2 separate regions of the Rattus norvegicus genome follow, and region 1 is linked to region 2. Evidence: chromatin contacts called from public Hi-C data. All regions are on one chromosome and are shown on one strand. The core of a region is the stretch at or near the end of the contact, and the rest is flanking DNA. Distances in the headings are between cores, read along the strand shown. Region 1 overlaps Musk (muscle associated receptor tyrosine kinase). Region 2 holds the start of Musk (muscle associated receptor tyrosine kinase).

Region 1 (3,178 bases), core at 364-2,863, 84 kb before region 2:
TGGAAACCAATTGAAACATTCAGTCCACAGACTTCCTAAATCTATCAGTAATAATAATAATAATAATAATAATAATAATAATAACAACCCCTAACTGTTGCTCCCAGCAAGAACTGGTTTTTGAGGTGCCAGAACACCTCCAAAGCCTCCACCTCCCGGTTTTCTGTGGGCTTTTGCGCTGCCCACCTGAGTCTGTGTATCTCTTTAGCTCCTGGACTGCTGAGAGGGCAGTTTCACATGCAGCTGGCTCTGCTGCTCATTTGAACACTGGGGCAGAGGTCACAGAGGTCCCTTTACAGAATGCTGATTATTCTGGAATGTTCTGGTATACAATCTCTTAAAAATAAGAGCTAATGTTATGCATGGCACCTGTTCCTGTCTTACCTCCTGGCAAACCTCCTTCTGCAGTGGTAAGAAGGAGTCTTTGATCCCAGACACCTCTCTCACCTTCTTTTATGAAGAACAGCTCTGCAGTCAGTCACTGGAGCATTAATATTAATTCTCTCTCCACTAATACATGTCTGAATCACATTTTCAAATATTTCCTTCCGGTTTCTATGAAGAAGGCACCATCTATTCCCTTTGAACTTTGTTCAGAGGCATGTCCAGAGAACCAGCTATGTCCTGTTTGGTTTATGACACCCCGTACTGTAGTGTAGGTACACTTGATAGCTCTCCCTCTCCTTGGATCTTCCCTTACATGGCGACTGTTGCCTTTCCCCTGCAAAGGTGATGGCCGAGTTTCCCAGCCATTCCTCAGCTTCAAAGCAGCTGGCAGGGGTTCCATCCCTTCCTGTTGTCTGTATGCGACTCACTTGCTAGGCAGAGGCCAGCAAATACAACTCAAGACTTTTCGGTCTCGATTCTTAAAGAAGTACATAGACTCACAAAAAGGTCCTAATGATTTTTTGATGATAATTTAAAACTTTGGAATGTGGTCAATACCAGATGCCCATAGTCACATGCACTAAGTTAAATGTTCACGCATGTGTACCATGACGGGCACTCCTTTTTCAAAGTAACATATACATGACGTTTCTTCAGTCTTGTGCTTAAGCAAATTTTTTGTCTTTTTAAATAACATTTAATTGACAGAATCTTTGTATAGCATGCATGACGTGATACTTTGAATTGAGCTAATTGACATTTGTATCATTTCAGATGCATGTTACAATTTGTGGTGAAAACAGTTAAATCTATTTAGTGATTATTTGAAAGGAATACTATACATATTGCTGACACTGGTCACCTTATCCTATGATGACTCTCTTCGACCTGTTCCTATGTCTCACTGAAACTTAATGCCCTTCATATTTTAAAGTTTATGCTTTTTACAGATTTCTCCCTTTTCTCGAGAGCTAAAGGTAATGTCTACATTTTAAAGTGGTTGCAGAAACTTAAAAGAAGGATATTGAATGGCATGGGGAAACTACATGCGGCTTAAACTGCATCTCCACAGAAAAGGAAGCAATTGTACCCTTTTGGACACATTTCGTGCCTGGGTTTCTGCTAAAGTAACAGGCTAAGCAGTTTTAATAAGGTCTGCGCGGCTCACTGAGGGAATATATTAATATCTGACCCTTTATAGAAAATGTTTGCCAGCCTCCGCTGTTGCGTACTGATCAAATGTCACTTTGCTGGACTGCCAAGCACGCTGTCCTCAGCGAGGAGAACATGACCTTCCTGAAAACCGCCGTGCTTCCTGCGAGTGGAAGTTAAGAACCATTTACTGTACAAAATGTGCTGCAGTATACGGAAGCAATGGCTTTTTTTTTTAATTAAAAAATAAAAAAATAGAGAAAGTTGATTTTGTCTCTCCCAGAAGCTAAGAGAAAGATTCAAGGTTGGGTAGGTGGGTGGGGAGGGGCTCAGAGGAGCCGGAGGACAGGGAGAGACTATGATAATAATATACCATATGGACTTCTCAAAGAACAAATACAATAGAATGAATATAGTTCGAAAATAAAAATGTCTCCTAGACAGATATTTTATGTATTGCATATTTGTGTATAATAGATTATATTATTTATACGCAGAAACTTCATAACTGATCTGTAAATACATTTTTTGTGTCCTGCATTTTTGCATCATAGATATTGTAAACATTTACCTGTGCCAATGTAAACATTTGTTTTTAAAACAAAGCTGCGACTCGATTTCCTTCACCAGTGGATAGGTATGCTGTTTGTACACTATATCCACGAGTGCAAGCAGTTGGAAATAGTATTCACAATTCTTATTTCCTTTGAGTAGGTTTCTAAAAGTGGGTGGCTTTTTGTCTATAGATACAATCACTTTAAGGCTAACAATAAAAATTTCTAAGTTGGAAATTATAAAACAGGCATTTTCGCCACTTTCAGCAGAGTTTGAGTGTGTTTACATTATCACAAGAGGAAAGTGGCTGGGACAGCTCCTTTTATTTCTTGAGGCATCGTTTCATTTTGTTGCCCATGCCAGCCTGAAAACTTCATGACCTTCTGTCCTAGCCTGCTAAGTGCTGGGGCATTTATTTAACTTCCTACATGTCTAAACTGCTTCATTTGAATTTATTTCCATGGAGATGATCTATGTCACTCTTCTAGCCCTGGATTTTATTTTATTTATGATTCCAATATTGTAATTAATCTTTATGTGCAAAATAAAATAAAGCTTCTATAGGCTTGGGAGTATATAAATTGGTTTTGTGTCTCCATTTCTAATAAGTTTACAGTACTTTTTTTTTTTTAAAAAAAGCAGGGAGAGCCGTTGTGTTAACCTGATGGTGCTGTGTCTTTGTTGTCCAATGGCGTGACTCTTCCCTGCGTGCACCATGTGGCCCATCAGTAGACACTGGGCTTCACTGTGAAGTTCTTAAGGGTGGGTGTGTTGTCCCTGAGAGCTGTGGATCTCCTCAAAAGCTAACAACTGATCCCCAAAGAGGACATCGCAGCTGTACACCCAAAGATGAGATCTAGAAGGAACCACATTGTGTATTGAGTTATTTTCTTTATGGCATTGGAATCAGTGTCTGGAGTTTGATGTTCTTCTCAGTTTCTGTGCAGCGGTTGTGAATCAGTACTCTGGAGTCTGTCTGTCCAAACTTGGAGACCTAGCACTTTGTGACCTGTGTGGTCTGGCAACACTGTCTGTACCTGGATCCTTGTACAAAAAGTACAAAGAGTAACACTTCTCCCTGAAG
Region 2 (3,487 bases), core at 17-2,516:
CTGCCTGCTACGGGAGATCCATGACCCCGTGGTCCCAGGACTGCAGGTGAACTATAAGACTTAAAGATGTGTTTCCCATGTACATACAAACACCATTCATTAATTATTCAAGATAAATTTTTTCAGTAATTTAGCAACCCAGTGGAAATGGGAATTAATTCATCTGACCAAAATCTAGAACTCTGCACAGCTCTGTTGACAGACACTTATCATGCTGCTGTCTGATAACATTTAGTGTGCTTCTTCGTGCCTGGTTTTGAAGCTCCCTTCTCTTTGCAAATCACGTATTTTCCACTCTCCCTGATTCTAACTTTCATAATTCTTGGCCAGAAACCACAGCTCCGTGGACGTTCTTGCTGCTGCAACAGGTGTTTGTCACTTTCTTAAGTTGCTTTCCCCCTTAGGTGGTGTTATTTCCGGTACATTCCAAAAGCGCTAGGAAAAAAAATACTAGTGCAATCACTTGCCAAGCCTAAATCACAACCCCGGTAGCAAAGTTACAGGGACTCTGTTGTCTCCGGGATTTTATCTGTACTCTTCTGTGTGCCTTTCTCTGGGTCTGATTTCTAGCTACTGAAGTGTTCACTAAGAGTTTGGGAAAAACCAAAACTGAAAGTAGAAAGGACTTTTTCTCAGAAGCAAAACACTCTGGATTTCTGGAAGTGGGGTGGATTACAGTCTTGGCAAATCCAGTGTAGACCGACTTTGATCGCCCTTTAGAAGACCACCCCAATGTTTGACACACAGAAAAACTCCATAACTCACAGTCTACCTGGCAACATCTCCCTAGAAGGGAGGTCTCTGCACACCATGTTGTGTTTAATTGTAGAGCTTAGAAGAGAACAATCAACCAGTCTGAATAGATATCTCTCTCTCTCTCTCTCTCTCTCTCTCTCTCTCTCTCTCTCTCTCTCTCTCTCCCTCCCTCTCCCTCTCCCTCTCTCTCTCTCTCTCTCTCTCTCTCTCTCTCTCTCTCTCTCTCTCTCCATACAGTCTATCCCTACATCACACAAGTATCAGCCACCACGAAACTCACAAGCACTTAAGGGCAAGATTGCACAGACCAACCTTTTGGAAGTTTCTCGGTCCCGCTGAAGGCAACCAGGGTGAGCATCTGTAACAGTGGAATGTTGACGAGCTCTCTCATGATTAATCCAGGCTCAGGAAGAAAGGTTGCTTCTGGACAATGTGAGGAAAAAAACGCTCCCTGGTTTACATTTTAAAGCACAGTTTATTACAATAGAGTCGTCCACTAATGACTGTTTGCGTCTGCTGCGGCCGCCACAGGCTCTAAGTATGATCAGGAATCCACAGACCTTATCATGATGATGGACAAGGCCAGCTGGGGAGTACTCACTCAGTCGGGTAATGCAAGTGGAGGGCTGGAGGAACAAGGGAAAGAAAATCCCTTCAGAATCCCTTTTAAGACAGTGGCAGAAGGACAATACCAGATGCCTTTTATGGCCACCACTGCTTTCCCTGAGATTACAGCATTCCTAATGTGAGGTTGGTCCCCCACCTCTCCTGCACTCCAATGAGGAATCCGGATCAAACTAATTTTGACTTTCTTCATGGCTCACCTGACCCCCAGCTGACAGCCAGCCTAGCCCAGCTGCTCCAGACTTCACCCATCACACATTCCTTGAATTCTTTCCCTGGCACTGGTAAGGTGTGATACTAACCTGTTTCTGGCAATCATTAAAGTCTTACACTTTATCCCTGGGATATATGACCATGAGAGAGCCCCTCCGCCCCAAAGGCTGCTGTGACTTCTTGTTGCATAAAAACACATGCGATCCTCTCTGCTGTGACGTAAGGGGACTCGCTGGTATCTCGTCGCCTCTCTAGCTTCATCTTTTATGATCCATGTTTCTTACTATTCGGTATCATATTTGATGGCCTGGCTCCCGAGCAACCCTAACTGACTAGAAGGCTGATGATATCTTCCCACATCTGTGCTCGACTGCATGAAGCCATACCTACCACCTACCCCCATAACATAAAGGCTGGACGCACCAGTTCTTCCAGTAGGACACAAGCTTAAGATGGTGCTCAAGTAATGTTCATGAAGGCACACTATCTTCATGACTTTTTGCTCATTGTTATGATGGAAACTACTCAGTTTCCACCCTAAATTACAGCAATTACTGTGACAGGTATTGACGAGAAGCTGGAGAAAAAGAGCACTTAAAAGAACACATCGTTGGGGGCTGGGGATTTAGCTCAGTGGTAGAGCGCTTACCTAGGAAGCGCAAGGCCCTGGGTTCGGTCCCCAGCTCCGAAAAAAAGAACCAAAAAAAAAAAAAAAAAAAAAAGAACACATCGTTGGTAGGATCTAAATCAGAGCTATACTGGAAAGTTGATATTGATCTGCTGTGTGTGTGTGTGTGTGTGTGTGTGTGTGTGTGTGTGTGAGAGAGAGAGAGAGAGAGAGAGAGAGAGAGAGAGCATGGTTTGTAGTGAAAACCCCCTTTTCTTGGGAGGATACATTCTATCACCCCACTCCAAGCTTGAGTCACACCTGGTCACTCTGCATTCACACTTAGTAAGCAGAGACAGCTAAAGGTTGCATTCAACTTGCTTTCTTCTTTCTCCCTTTCAATTTATGGCACCCACATTTGGGGTGGGTCTTCCATCCTTAACCTTTCTGAACACATCTTTGCAGACATGGCCAGAGGCGTGTCTCCTAGGTGACTACAAGTCAGGTCAAGATGAAAATGGGAATTAGCTATCACATTTGCAAACCATAGTAACGAGGGCAAAACTCCAATCCTCCAATTCCCATTTTGTCAAACCGTCTAAATGTAGTTCCTAAAGCACAGTAAATGACATAGGCCAGCATAGAGAGAAGAATTACCCTCATACTTTCTCTAATTACTCAGTTTCCATCCCGAATCACCACAATTACTATAACAAGTATCGGCAAGAAGACAGAGAAAACGAACACTTACATGTTGGTAGGATCTAAATCAGAGGCATACTGGGAAGTAACATGGTAGTTTCGTGTAATTATACAAGCCTAAAATACAGTTAGCGTCTAATCAAGCACCCTCCCTCTTCACATATAGTCAAAGAAAAGTGACCTGAGAGTAAGTGTCCACCAGTGTGACTGGAGAAAGAAAACGTTGAACAGATACCTCAAGTACCACTACCCGATAGATGGAAATTCTGATGTTCACAATATAGGTGAGCCTGAAGGTGAGAGGACAGGGGAAATAAGCCAAGCACGAAGAGTAAAATACTGTGTGAGCGCCCTTCTATGTGGACTCTAAAAAAGTCAGTGTTGCAGAAACAGACAGTAGAAGGGGTTTTTATCAGAACTTGAGGGAGAGAGACTGAGGTCCAGGGAGACGTGGCTTTTAAAGAGGCTCACATCTTCTGTGAGTCTAGAATGGTGAGTTTTCATGATCTACCATGCTGTGTGGTGACTACATTTAGTCACAACGGATGGTTTTAAAATTGCTAGTATATAGTTAATATGACTGCT

Evidence for each region. Hi-C and Micro-C count contacts between places; a contact is called where the count stands out from the background.
Region 1: a contact with region 2 is called in a Hi-C map of psoas muscle, with 1.5 times the contacts expected there. The contact joins the enhancer-like site here to the promoter of Musk in region 2.

Annotation. Positions count from the first base shown.
Region 1 is chr5:77,936,301-77,939,478 of GRCr8, reverse strand. All of the region lies in intron 8 of Musk (muscle associated receptor tyrosine kinase), which reads right to left. Among named protein-coding and RNA genes, the nearest start is that of 4930522L14Rikl, 51 kb to the right of the region's middle. Within about 2 kb of position 1,613, at least 3 of the 93 cell types and tissues checked have an H3K27ac peak or open chromatin away from gene starts, as enhancers often do.
Region 2 is chr5:77,851,515-77,855,001 of GRCr8, reverse strand. Musk (muscle associated receptor tyrosine kinase) reads right to left here and starts at 1,266. Exons shown (of 15, transcript NM_031061.2): 1 at 1,069-1,266. The coding sequence starts at 1,147.